3 separate regions of the Drosophila melanogaster genome follow, and regions 2 and 3 are each linked to region 1. The links are chromatin contacts, called in public Hi-C maps. All regions are on one chromosome and are shown on one strand. Each heading gives the region's core, a stretch centred on a gene start, on an enhancer-like site or on the middle of the called end of the contact. The rest is flanking DNA. Distances are from core to core; before and after follow the strand shown.

What was found. Hi-C and Micro-C count contacts between places; a contact is called where the count stands out from the background.
Region 2: a contact with region 1 is called in a Hi-C map of the Kc167 cell line, with 4 times the contacts expected there. The contact joins the promoter of Rca1 here to the promoter of homer in region 1. A contact is called at or near these places in 42 of 107 Hi-C or Micro-C datasets (the D17-c3 cell line, the Kc167 cell line, the ML-DmBG3-c2 cell line and 15 more) and 3 of 6 datasets of contacts at active chromatin or transcription factors (the Kc167 cell line and the S2 cell line).
Region 3: a contact with region 1 is called in a Hi-C map of the Kc167 cell line, with 2.6 times the contacts expected there. The contact joins the promoter of CG3430 here to the promoter of homer in region 1. A contact is called at or near these places in 34 of 107 Hi-C or Micro-C datasets (the D17-c3 cell line, the Kc167 cell line, the ML-DmBG3-c2 cell line and 9 more) and 2 of 6 datasets of contacts at active chromatin or transcription factors (both in the Kc167 cell line).

What each region holds. Positions count from the first base shown.
Region 1 is chr2L:6,720,905-6,725,223 of dm6, reverse strand. It overlaps homer (homer,), which reads left to right and starts at 1,865. Exons shown (of 7, transcript NM_001273221.1): 1 at 1,865-2,031; 2 at 2,794-3,082; 3 at 3,138-3,574; 4 at 3,628-3,706; 5 at 3,770-4,036; 6 at 4,093-4,227; 7 at 4,282-4,319. The coding sequence starts at 2,027. The coding sequence ends at 4,200. Liprin-alpha (Liprin-alpha,) reads right to left here and starts at 1,321. Exons shown (of 15, transcript NM_001273224.1): 1 at 1,140-1,321; 2 at 835-1,046; 3 at 128-397; 4 at 1-66. The coding sequence starts at 376.
Region 2 is chr2L:6,850,488-6,855,454 of dm6, reverse strand. It overlaps Rca1 (Regulator of cyclin A1), which reads right to left and starts at 3,140. Exons shown (of 1, transcript NM_057866.3): 1 at 1,589-3,140. The coding sequence starts at 3,033. The coding sequence ends at 1,798. l(2)k09022 (lethal (2) k09022) reads right to left here and starts at 1,313. Exons shown (of 4, transcript NM_135235.3): 1 at 41-1,313. The coding sequence starts at 1,209.
Region 3 is chr2L:6,955,529-6,960,049 of dm6, reverse strand. It overlaps CG3430, which reads right to left and starts at 3,042. Exons shown (of 3, transcript NM_080707.4): 1 at 1,763-3,042; 2 at 1,461-1,704; 3 at 946-1,394. The coding sequence starts at 2,952. The coding sequence ends at 1,011. It overlaps CG13775, which reads left to right and starts at 3,100. Exons shown (of 3, transcript NM_001298765.1): 1 at 3,100-3,432; 2 at 3,831-4,521. The coding sequence starts at 3,178. It overlaps Atac1 (Ada2a-containing complex component 1), which reads left to right. Exons shown (of 1, transcript NM_135244.4): 1 at 1-951. The coding sequence ends at 867.

The DNA of each region.
Region 1 (4,319 bases), core at 616-3,115:
CTCCTCGTCACGTTCCAAAAGGGTCTCCCGCGCTTGCGTCAGCTCCTTGGTCAGGGTGGCAAACTCCTAGAAAGATCAGGAAAAGATTTTAGGTAAACTGCGGTATCAGCATGCAGAGGCCACTTACTTGCGGCAGATTAGCGTTAATCTGTCGCTGCAGGCTGTCCCGCTCCTTCTCGACGTCACGCAGCTTGTTCTCCGTCTCGTTAAGCCGCTCCTGCGCCTCCCTCAGGCTGTCCATCAGCTTGTCCCGCTCGTCCAGCATGGAGACCATCAGCTGCTCAAAGTTGGCATCCTCCCCGCTAAACTGCGAGGAGCGCTGCGAGATGCTATCCTCGGATATCGTGGGCATTACGTCGCACATCATGTTCCACATTATTTAGTTGGGGCCGCCAGACTGTGCGAGACAGAGAGGGGAATAAAGGTTACAGGATTTTGGCTGTAGGTACATTTTGTGCGGAGATTGTACCACTATCGCTGTTACCGAAGCACAAAAACTAGACGCGTTTTTCTAAAGTTTCTTGAATTTGATCCTTGATCATAAATGAATTGGCGTGATTGAATTTTTGTCTGTGATTCCGCATATGGGAGATACTTAATGCTGTAGCTTCTTCTGCATAAAATCAAATTCTTTATGTTAATTGAATTTATAAAGTAAATTCAATTAATTCATACAAAATGTCCATTCTATGGAGTCCGGATATTTTACTACACACACACACGTTCGCTAGCCATTCCAATTGAAATACCCAGCATAGTGGGAGAAACATGTCTAATGAGACTTATCATAGGCGCCGCATTGATAACAAGTTTTCTACACCAACACATACGCACACTGTCGCAGGCGGGGGCACACGCACGGCATACACACTCACACGCGCACGCACACAGGCACAGTACTTTTTCTCTTTCGCATAACTGGCATATTTTGTGTGCCTAGGTGTGTCGCTGTCGCATTTTGCAATCACATATACCCGAAACAGGGTTAAACGAGCAGCAGGTGCGAGCTTACGCCGCTTTTAAATGCGTTCCAATGAGTTTTTCACCTGAAATTTCGGTTTAGTGGGACGGCGTTCGTGTGAAAAAAAAGAGGCTGCGAGAAAATCGCCTCGTACTCCTCGTTACGCCGGAACACGTACCCCGATCGATCGCACGGCGGCTGGGCAGCAGCAGCAACAACAACTCTGGCCGCTTTTTGCCCTTCGCATAGGTGTCCCGGCTGCTTTTAATTAAATAAACCGAATTCCAAATGGATTTTTTAACGATGAGAAACTGGTCAGTGTTACCAGATGGCAAAACGGCTAAAATCCGTAAACCAACCCTGGTTCTTCACTACAAAATGTACTACATTTCATGAATTTTTTCAGTGGTTCTATTTCGTCCAAAAAATATAGAAGTAAAATGTGTTGTTTTAAAGTTTTTGTGGCAGTCTATTTATGTTCAAAGCTAAATTATATGCAAATATTATTGCCGATCAGGAGTTGCCATTTGACCTATCGTCAAGTATTAGAAAAATGTGTACTAAAACTAATGCTGCCACACCGCACAAAGAAAACCATATCTAACAAATATTCAAACTACATGTAGGCGCACAACTAGACAGTCAAAAAAACTTATCACTTTTATCTGAAATTATTTTGTAACTTCCGTCATTTAAATGCAATGCTTCAACAGCTACACATGTTTTTGAAAAAATTACATTGTTATGGTGCCTTACAGACAAACATATTTAGTATTTATTTATCTTAATTAATTTGCAATTCGCTTTACAGCGATTAAATTATTCGATAAGAATCATTGCTCTTATACGAGCTCATGTGTTATCGATGCTTGGAAGCTAATAAATAAATCATCGATGGTGTTGAGCCAGTAAAAACATCGATAGCACCATACAAACATCGATTTTGGTTCCAGCTCTAGACATTTGTGTTTTATTTTTTTTAACCGTGAAATTCATAAGTAAAACCGACTAGCATTGGTATAAACTGCTGCGGAAGCACTCAGTCAGCGCCAAAGAACGAATACAATGGGGTAAGACCGATGGGCGCGGCCAAACCGGCCTAAACCTGCCGTTTTTACTGTGGGAAAAATCGACGCCGAACTAGCTGACATCTCCCCCCTATGATGTTGTTGTTGTTGCTGCCGTTCTGTGTGTAGCGGGCGGCGTAAATACATACATATATATGTACACAAACATACACCTACACACGCACACGCGTGGGCAGGCCAATTACATGTGTGTGGGTGTGCAGGTGTGTGTGACTGTGCAGGTGTGTGCGTGCGTGTTTTCCGCCCGAGAATCAAAAATCACAAGCAAGGCTGCGGAAAAGGCTTAGCACATAATGCAATTTAGTCGGCGGTCGACAGTCGCCAGCGATAACGGGAAGACACAAGTTATAGAGCTCAGCGAACGATGTCGGCGGATAGGTAATAGATAAGATATATATATGTATATGTGTACAAATAAAGGCACTGGAGGCTACCACGGATACGGAATTGATTTGATGGGGGCCCTGCGCCCCGCAACAAACTGTCATTGCATCAGGCCAGATCGCAAAAAACAAACATATATCGACCTACTTTATCAAATAAGGACCACGAGGATTATCCTGGGACTTAAGGACTACTAATTATAAATGCATTACACAGTGCCTGTTGACTAATAAACCACAGTAAAAGAATGCTTTGCCATAGTTTACTCACACGAGCACAGAAGCACAATTTATTGCCTGCTCTAAATGGAATTTTTAATTAATCACACGCTTGTCGCTTTAATCCCTTTATGACCCTTAGCGAACAACCGATTTTCACCTGCCAGGCGCACGTCTTCCACATCGATCCGAAGACGAAGCGCACCTGGATCACGGCCAGCATGAAGGCGGTCAACGTTAGCTTCTTCTACGACAGCTCGCGAAATCTGTACCGCATCATCAGTGTCGAGGGCACCAAGGCGGTGATAAACTCGACGATCACACCCAACATGACCTTCACCCAGACCTCCCAGAAGTTCGGCCAGTGGAGCGATGTGCGGGCAAACACGGTGTACGGCTTGGGATTTGCCTCAGAGGCGGAATTGACCAAGGTGAGTGGTTAGCATATGTCTCACATATTTATATACTAATCATATCGCTCAACAGTTCGTAGAGAAGTTCCAGGAGGTCAAGGAGGCCACCAAGAATGCCATGAAATCGGCCAACGGATCGAATGCCGTCACGCCCACCACCTCGGCGAACACGTCGCCCATTTCCGGGAGAGCTGTGGGCTCCATGCAGAACGACAACACAGCCATCGATCCGCACACTGTGGAGCCGCCCAACATGAGCAACACGAATACCCAGAACGCCAATCCGGACAGTCCTTCCCACAAGCTTCTAAATACCAGCGATGTCAAGGCGGACATCGGATCGGCCACGCCCTCGCCGCAGCCCACTTCAGGGGTAACTGGTGGCGGTGGAGTGACCATCTCGTCTGGCGGAAGCATTGTGGGCATGCACACGGGTCCTGGAGCCGGCGCCACCGCCGAGCAGCAGCTTAAGTACGAGAACGAGCGTCTGAAAATGGCACTGGCACAAAGGTAAGCAAAGCGTTGACCGTCATTGGCTCAAGGCAATAATGCCTTCTTTTCAGCTGCGCCAATGCCAAGAAATGGGAAATCGAGCTGGCTACCTTGAAGAACAACAATATACGGCTGACTAGTGCTCTTCAGGTAAGCAATAAGATAAGCTCACATTTATTGAAACTGATCGTTTTTGGCCTTTTTCTCCCAAAGGAATCAACTGCCAATGTAGACGAATGGAAGCGCCAGCTGCACACTTACAAGGAGGAGAATATTCGCCTCAAACGAGATATGGAGCAGCTGTGCGTGGGCGGCGGGGTTGTGGCTGCAGCCGGAGGAGGCGCCACAGAGGACGAACTGCGTCGTGAGGTGGCCACGCTCAAGGCGCGGACAGAACAACTACAGAAGGAACTTATGCAACAGGAACTTGAGCTTAAGTCGGCCAATATTAGCCTACGTGAAAAGTCCAATGACCAAACGGTGGGTAAAGCATAATAATCATGTTGAGTAATTTGCTAATGAAACTTTGTTTTTAGCTTGCAAAGTTGAGTGAGGTGAATGGTGTGTTTGCCAAGCATCTTTCGGAGTTGTATGGGGTGCAGAAGGATATGGAGAGTCTTATACAAATTGCCAAGTGCACTTGAGACACAGAGTTGGCGTTTATGCGAAAGGTTTGCGGCACATTGCCTTTTGAGTTTCGTCTTGTTGATTGGCGTTCTTTACAGGTTTCAGTGCAGGAACAGACTACAATGATTAATACTAC
Region 2 (4,967 bases), core at 1,891-4,390, 130 kb before region 1:
CTTATTTTTATTATTTTCGATCGATACTTCTAGTACTCACTTGATCAGTTGCTGAGCAGTCGGCTTTGGCATTGGCACCTCTGACAGCAGGTTGTCCAAGAACAGTTTGCATGAGTTAGAAGAGGCGTCATCGTCCCGAATGGCGGCCACGGCTCCGGTCATGAGTGGCATGCAGATAGACTGGATGGCGATGTTGCCTTTGGCCAGGGAGGACAGAGTGGAGATAAGCCACTTCTTCCCAACCAGATTGAGTATGGTTTCCGGCTTAAAGTGCGGCAATGCGGCTTGCTGTTTGCCATAGATGCAGACAAGCAGGAGCAGCGACTCACTGTGAAGCCTCTCAAACGGGCAGTTGGCCACGCGTTCCAGCAGGGCATTGCACACCTTGCTCTTGAGCTTGGTGCGGGAAACAAGCTGAGCAACGATCACATAGGCGGCCGCCATAAAGTCGATATTATCGGAAATCAGGCCACGAAGCAGCGACTCCAGAATAGTGGTGATGTGCCAGTCCTGCAGTGGTTTGGCCGTTTGCAGGGCGCCAACTACGACGGTGGCATAGAAGTTGATCTGGGCTTGCAGTTGGTGGGCTCGAGGACCCAGTTCCTTAACCGCCTTCTGGGTACTTTGGCAGATGAAGCCGAGGAAGGCGGGATTGCTGGCGGCTCTGTTAATAATAGCAGTCTTGGCTAGCGGAACGCCAGGACGCTGCAACGGGCGCAGCCAGTACCAGTCGCCATCCGATGACCGGAGCCTCATGGTCTTAACGATCTGGACAAAGATCATTGTCTCGTGATAGGGCAGAATCAGGGCCATAACTTCGCTACGGTTATACTCGTGAACCTGGAATCGTCGCAGCAACCATTCGAAGGCCATGTGTGCGGGGCGGAGCAGAAGGTACGGCGAAAGAAGGCGCAGAAACTTTGCAATGGCCGCGTCCAGCATCTTGTTAATCTCCGGCAGCTCCACGGAACGCTCCAGCGTCAATGTGGCCTCATCGAACAACGTTAGCTGGAACTCCTTGAAGGCCGGATTAAAGTCGGTCAGCTCCTGCAGTCCCGTTAACCCGATCTCATAAATGGACCGCCGATCCTTGGTGGCCGCCTCCTTGGGATCGAAGAGTATGGAGGCGCGACTTCGTGCATCTGCCAAAGTTACCGACGACTGCGGCGCAGCCAGTTTCTGCAGCTGCTGTGCCAACGCAGTACTCATTTTGGATGATCGTTTTTTCCTTTTTTCTCAAGTTAATTAAAGGTAAAAACGGAGAACAATAAATGTGCGGCAACCGCACTCCACACGTGTTTTGTTGGTGTGGCCAAAGATCTCTTGGCAGTACACAAAGTAGCTTACGGTAAATAGCGCGCATTGGCGTTAGCCAAGACCCAAACCAGTATACTACAGCTGATTTTAAACATTTTCTGTTTGAATTTATTTTATGCAATGCAATCAATAATAATAAAATATTTTTAAGACTTGCCTAACATATTAAGGCTGCCTTTGAAGCCTGTTATAATGATGTATAATAACAAAGCCTTACATGTTAATAAACAGGAATCACTTTCCCCCAGTTATAATTATAACAATTATAGTTCTAAAAATGATTTATATATTTTGCATGTGTAAAAAATACTTAATCTCGCAGAGGTACAGAATTCCGACAAACCTTACATGGAACGATTTAAAAACATATATATGAATGTACGTGATGAAATGGAACTTAATGCGATGGACATAATACGAAATTAATGAGATTTAAAAAAATCGAATACTAATCGTAATAGTTAAAAGCCTATGATAAAGCTAAAAGCAGAGCCGCTTGAGCGAGTTCTTCCTTGTGATTTTCGGATCACGGTTCTGGGCACGTTGTGGCGGCGTCAGTCGCTCCCGTGGCATCATCAGTTTGGATGGTGTGTCCAGTTCGGTGACCAGGCAACGCTCGCCGGGATGCGACTTGCACAGACAGTTGACGCAGAACCGAAACTGGCAGATGACACTGGTGCATTCGGCGAAGTTATATGGCGGTCCTTGCGGTGAAGTCCTGACCTCGTCAAGATCCAGGGACAGGAAGCGTTTGAGAGGCGGACCCGTCATGCAGGGGAATGTGCTGGTTGTACGTCCAATAGGCAGAGTTTGCGACAATAGGTTTTCGCCACACTTGGCCGCCTCGCTTATGAAAACCCGGCTGCCTCGACCGCATCGCGGACACTTGACGCGCTGCGTCTGCTCGCGCAGCACCCTTCCGGCATCCACGTCCATCAGGTGGATGCTCGAGTTGCCCGAGTCCATTAGCGAGGCGGCGCTGTTGGCCAGGCTGCTATGGTTCGAGGTCTGCAATGGCACTGTGTGGTTTGCCTTGGGCACATGGCTGCACCGCTTGGGCACGTGAGGATTCTCTTTGGTTAGATTCAATTTGAGTCGGTGGTTCTGTAGGCGCTCCAAGTCGCGTTGGCTGCGATAAACAGCCTGCTTCCAGGCCGGCGATACCTTGGTCATCACGTCCAGCGTGTGGGCGCCCACATGACGCAGTATGCACTGCAGTGCCGGTTGCCATTGCGCCAGCTTGGCCACGATATCCAGCTTTTCGACACCGCCGTAGAAGCGATTCTTGGGCGGTTCTTCTATGTGGGGAAAGAGCAGCTTTTTGGACTTCTTGGGGCTACTGTGTGGCGATTGAAAGTGTTTCTTGCGTCGCTTGGGCAGACTATGCTCATCCTGCAGACGCGGAGTCATAGAGAAAGGCTCCTCCTCCGCGGAAAATTTCTTTTGGGGCTGTGTTCTGGGATAGGGCTTGCCCCAGTAAAGGTCCTGCTCCTGGTGGCCACTGGGCGTGTTCAGCCCCCGAAAGAATGTTGTGGTATTCGATGCATTGCGACAGTTTTCGCCCTCAGCGTCCTCCAATAAAAATGGCGTCTCCGCGGTGGAATTGTGCAGCGCCAGGAAGGATGTGTAGCCAGACTCGTTCATCTCCAACTCGAAGGATGACCCTCGGCTTGGGCTCTTCTTCCGCAACGCCGCGCGCCGATAATAGGCGCTCATCTTGACCGAATTTTAAACTTTCGAATTGTTATGCTTTTCGCATCGGTTGATTGTTTTTGGGTACGGATCAGTGTGACCGCCCCAATAAAATACTAACTGGCTACTAAATAGATACCAGTTCATTGTCGGGTCAACTCAGAATGCTACGTATCGCGTTGCCAACCATTTGATATATATTATCGTGACTGTTAGGCAAACCATTTAAACTTGTGCATTAAAAGATGCCACTTGATCGGATTATTGGAATCTGACAGTTAATCGTAGACTCCTATTAACATAAGCAACTTCAGCCATTTATAAACATGTCTAAAAGAGTTCAAGCTGTACAAGATTTGAGGTTCTGGAATAAGATAGCGTTTTTTCATTCTATGCAGTGTGTACATACTTCCATATTAGCGAGTACACATTCCAAAGCTAGCGAAGACGCACTTGCGACTAATGCTCTCGAAAAAAGAAGTAAAATAAAGAATAAGAGTGATAAATAATATGTATAATCAGTTCATTAAGTTAAAAACACCAAGAATTTGACTTTCAATAAATTATATTTCCATGCCTTACGCCATAAGTATAAAATAAATACCTATATACTCAGCTTATTGCTTTAATACCAATTCGAAAATAGAAAACTTTCACTTATTAAATATGGAAATAAGTAATAGTTTGAAAACATTCACTTTATAAAAACGGGATTCCGTTTAACATCTTATATATTATTATTATATTATTATATTATATTATATTATTATATTATATTATATATATTAAAAGTGTATTTCATCGTCTTAGCTTTGAAGACATTGGTAAAATTATGTTGATAAGCTTATAAAAATACTCTCGATTAGCTGACATATGGTGCTATTTAAATTTCTACGCCTATAACAAAAAGATTTTAATCGAACATAAGTATATCTATATCTATTAAAATTGAAATCATTACAAATTATTTTATGAGATATGTCTTCTGTTCCCTGTTTGGCCCAATCAAAATTCGGCAGTCAGGATAATCTGGCCTTGGCCATCATCAGTGTCATCAAATTAACGAAAATCCCTCAATAATTTATCATTTGTTCTCCCTGACTCGTCCTTAGATTTTTTCCGTTCCGCTTCCCTCATCTTCTTCTTTGCCGCGTCCTTTGTGCCCACTGACAAATTTGCCAGCTCAAGTTTTTTGTGCAAATCATGACGGGGCATAGATTTGGGATTCATGTGAAAGTCTTCCTTCGCCGCTAGGTGGATAGTTTCGTCAGCTGTCCATAGAGTCAGCTAAATGAAGCCCCATGACCCACCACCACTGGCCAACCCATGCTCGTGCCCATTCCCATTCCAAGGACCATTTGCAACCGCCCGACGACTTCATCCACTTGCTGGGAAAGATGAGAGGTCGAGAATCTGTTGTGGTTGCCGGGGGAAAATCAATGAATGATATTTCCTTTATGAGGCTCAATTATTTGCTGCGGGGATTTGCTATTCTACCCCGGATTCTGTCATCTGGTTCGTGCCTCATTGTCCTTCTAAATGCTTTGGCAAAATATTTTGGGTATTTGCGCTGCCTTTTGTCGGCCAGCAGCTTCTGCGTTAATAATTTATGAATACTTGCTCGTTTATTGTTTTGCATTATTTATGGTTTTATTATTTGTCTATTTGCTGCCACCAAAAGGGGCGTGTCGGCGGGCAAAGATTTTGTTTTGATTTTAATTAAATCGACGGACAGACGCACATCGGCTTAATTTAAAGTCATTTGACTGTTCTAATCTCTTTTCCACTGACCGGTTTGCCCATCTTTTTTTTTTTTCGGGCGTGGATATGGCAGCATATTAATTGTCGTCGTGGCTTTGGGATTAATCTGTGGTTCATTTGGTTCGGTCCTGGGAAGTCGTGGTCACCCTGTTTGCTTTGAGATCAGAGGGATGTTAACTAATGACTTTGTCAATGGG
Region 3 (4,521 bases), core at 1,793-4,292, 230 kb before region 1:
GACAAACTGCGAAACAACGAGCCTTTGATAGCGGATAATTACATCACCACGACCGTTCTACCGGACTTGCCAACTCTGTCGCCCAATGACGAGGAAGGGGGCACAAATGAGACACCGACCGATGCGTCTTCATGGACGCAAGAGGCGAACAAGAATCGGGACAGGAGCAATGGACGGTCGGAGAATTTCAATCGCTTGTGGACCAACGAAGAGCAGAGTCGCTTGGAGCAGCTGCTCATCCAGTATCCGCCAGAGGAAGTGGAAATGCGCAGATTCGGGAAGATAGCGAAGGCCTTGGGCAACAGAACGGCACAGCAAGTGTATAGTCGTGTCCAGAAGTATTTCCAAAAGCTGCACGATGCCGGAATGCCTGTGCCCGGTCGCATACCCAAGCATCGACGTCCTGGTTTGAGTAAGCCGAAGATCAAACTTCGCAAGTCAACCTTCTTCCCCGCTCATAATATATCGCTACAAATGCCAGAGGACGATTTCACATTTGACGACCTGCGAATCCCATCGCCTGCGAGCGATATGCTCCTTATGCCGGCATCCAAGATCGAACCAAAGATCGAATCCGAGTACATGGATGCCGATCTGAATGCGGAGTCAAAGCGAAAACAGGAACTATGCCTTAAGCTTCTATCAGCCATTCAGGACGAGAAACGGGAAATGGAGGACGGATATGAGCCAGACTTGCTGGCCGCCAAGTGTGCCGAGTGCGAAGAGGCATCTGTGACCAGGACCCAATGGCGTTGTAACAGTTGTTATTGTTACCTTAATCTGTGCGGAGATTGCCTGGCCAGTCAGCTAATCGAAGGGCGTTTCGAGCATTTAAGTCATGAAGTTGTAGTGGACCAAGAGTCATGACGCTCCTAGAGTCCCATTTACTTGAGTACTAAATTACTAGACTTGCCTGTAAAGCTACAAATTAAATATAAAGAGAATAATTTTAAAAAATTCTATTTTATTTATAAAAACTTAATATTAAATGGTATAAAAGAGAGGCCCTCTTAATTGCGCAATTGGGCAGATGATTTCGGCAGAGATTGAATACGCTGGCGACGCTTTGCTTCGAACTCCGTAGCCAGCTGCCATGTTTCTTTGTCCAACGTATCCTTCCCCCGGGCGATGCCCAGCAGCCGTGAGAGGACCAGCAATCCATGCAGATCATCGGCATTACTTTTGACATTAGCTTTACGCATGTCCACGAAATCCTGCTGGATCATTTCAGTGTGCTCCTCGCTCACGTTGAAGCCGCTAGTGCGCGCTGTGGTCAAGTACTTGCGAAACTGCTGCAGACGTGATGGCTGCAGATAGTGGTGGGCTGCCTTTAGAGATTCATCAACAAGTTCCACGGCCTTAGAATCGGCATTAATGGGCAGCACAAAATCGCTCTGAAAACATATCATTAATAGTTTCTATTGGATATAATGATTATTTATATAAACTTATATTCTTACCGGCAACATACTTCGCCCTTCACTGAGCACGAGAACTGGAATATTTGCTTGGTAGTCTATTTGGTAATACTGAAAGTCGCACTTCAGTTCCTGATTATTGATCAAGTGCGCTAAATGCTGAACGGCATGAACACCATTGGCCTCCAGCTTGCCCTGTTGCATGCACGTCTCGTCGAGCACCAAATGCGTATGGGGAGCCAACTGTAGTACGCCGGAAACCAGCTTGTTTGTCTCATAATCCTTCCTGCAAGTACTCATTAATAGGTATTCAATTTTATACTATTTCTGCTTAGCCAACTTACTTTGGGGCAAAGGCTGCCGTGTTTAGTGTGACGAGAGTCATGGGCATGTAATGGCTGGCCGGCAGTAGCAGCTCCAGAATTTGATACAACTTGGTTGCATACGCCTCACAATTCTTAGGGAGATTACAAAGGTTAAGGGCGAACTTGCCGATGCTCTGCATCTCAGAACGACTGTAGACCGTAGATATTAGGTGGGAGAGCAAATACTCGGCAGCCAGATCGTCATCAAAGAGGCAGAGTTTAAGAAGCATGCGCAGATCTTTGTGCACAGCAAGGTGGGTTGGATACGTCTCCTCACATATTTCCGTTGGCTGTCGAAGGCTTTTGTCCAGCAGCGGATTGGCATGCGGCAGCACCTGGACTCCGAAGGCATGCAGGCGGGGTATAAGAAATGGCGATGGATGAGCTGCCTGCAGTTCACTCAAGTTTTCACAATCGTCTATTTCCAGGGTAGCGGCGTCTAGTGAAGCATCCACTGACAGAAAGCCCACAAAGTCGACCAGCGAGTTAAGCTGGTAGGTATCGAACTCCTCGTAAACCTTTACCATGCATGCCATGCTGGGACGATCCGGCAGAGGCGAGTTAATCAGGTAATCAGACCCAAGAACAGAGGATTTGGAGGCGCCGACTGGCTCGCTATCTTTTTGAATCTCTTTTAGGCAGGGTCGCTTGAACGTTGTTTCGCTCGCAACGTCCACATCCATGGCTTCTTCTTCGCCTACAATAGTCCGCTTCTTGGCTGAACTGGGAGATTGACCCAGACTGGCCAAATCGATCTGGGGACAGCACAGCTTCTCATGCTCCTTGCTCCAATCGTTCAGACCAGGCACAGAGACCACGAACATGGTACGCCTCTCTCCATGCACGTTTCCATCGGCGTTGTAGTCAATCACTTCGCCATTGGCTATTTTCAAGCAGTCCCTGTACTTTCCTTCCTGTACACGTTTGCTGCCGTCGGCGGATTTCACTTCGTAGCGCTCCAGATAGATTTCTGGGTCCATCATGTCCTGGATCATTCCACGAAAGCGCACCAGAGTCTGATCCTTCAGCTTGTGAAGAGGCGTGTAGTTGAGCAGGGGAATCGAGTGCCAACGACTGGGATCCTTGAGCAAGTCCTTGAGTGCAGCGCTGTCCGCTTGCTGGGCGGCCAGTTCATCGGGCGTGCTGGGCAGCTCCATCGCACAGGGCATTATCTAGTTAACGAATGAATTTGCAAATGCCTCAAAAACCTCGAATGCAAAAAACAACAGCTGCTTTGGCGCGCCAAAAACTGATTGCAGCATATTAGTGATGGTCATCGATGGGCCTATCGATATCTGCCAGGGATGTCGAACTCTGCCGCAGAACGGATGTAGAGGCGGATGTGGACATCCGCAAAAAATGTACAATTTGAGAATTACCAAAGAATTGCAGCGATGAGCAAGAAGAAAAGCAATGTGTGGCAGTACTTCTACAAGACATCCGGCACAGTGGCCACCTGTCTGCTGTGCAACAGGAACTACTCGAGGCGAGGACGCGGCACAACATGTCTGCGGAATCATCTGAAGAGCAAGCACCCACCGGAGTTCCTATCTCTATCCGGGGACATAAAGTACCTGGACCTGGTTAAGAGCGAGATCTCCATCGGTTCGCCACAGCACCCCACAGCCCAGCTAGAATTGAATCTGCACGTAAGTGGGATAGCATATAGATGTGCATACATACCTATGTACATGCATATGTACTGTGCAAGAAGTGTACCTTATGTGAAATCGGGGTACATGCCCTTCTAGATATTCTGTCATGTGGAGATGGTTTCCCCAAACTTAAGTTTCCATTCAAATATAGTTTCTTTGGTAGTTCATAAAGTAATTTATGCCTTCTCTTATTTAAAACTTTTTACTAATATAGCAACAGCGGATGCGGATTTTTATCCGCGTTTGGCTAGATCGGCAAACATGTGTTGTGTTTATAAAGTGTAGTTAAGGAGGTTTTAAAAATGTACTGTTATGGTCTTAGTATTATATTTTTATAAATTATGCGTTTTTCACTAATCTGATGCATTAAATTATTCTATTAATCATTTTAGGAAACAGATTCAGATCCATTGGACACCGAGGATATATCCTACAGCAAACGCTGTGATGAGAAGTTGGCCCTCATGCTACTAAATCACTCCTTTGAGTTCATTGAAGGACCAGGATTCGTAAATTTCATTAGGACGCTGCAGCCGCGGTACACGATTCAACCAAGGAGCTACTATGAGAAGATACTGTGCGAGGATATACAAAGGAAAATGCATCAGCATTTGAAGCAACAGGTGGATCTGCTGGATGCCATATCGTTGTCTACGAGTCTCTGGCGTGGTGACAAAGGCGAAGGACTGCTGAGCTTGTCCTGCTCCGGAATATCAAGGGATTTTCAGACTCACCGCCTAATGCTGAAATGCGAGGCTCTGAATTACGAAAGCACTTCGAAGCTAGCTTGTTGCATTCGAGATCTTGTGCCCAGCTTGGCCATTGAGGTGCCCAAAGAGAAGATACACTGCGTAATCAGGGACGAGATGACGGCGCTGCCAGGTTCCCTGCCCGATTGCAGTGTGCACCGCCTGCAGATGTGCGTTCGATTTGCTTTGCAATCGAACGAATTACTGCAGAACCTTTCATCCAAGTGCAAGCAAATAGTTGACCATTTTGCGTCGTCTAAGATGGCCAACGATCATCTGAAATTCATTCAAGAGATCCGCTTGACGCGAGACCCGTGCACACTTACACCTTACG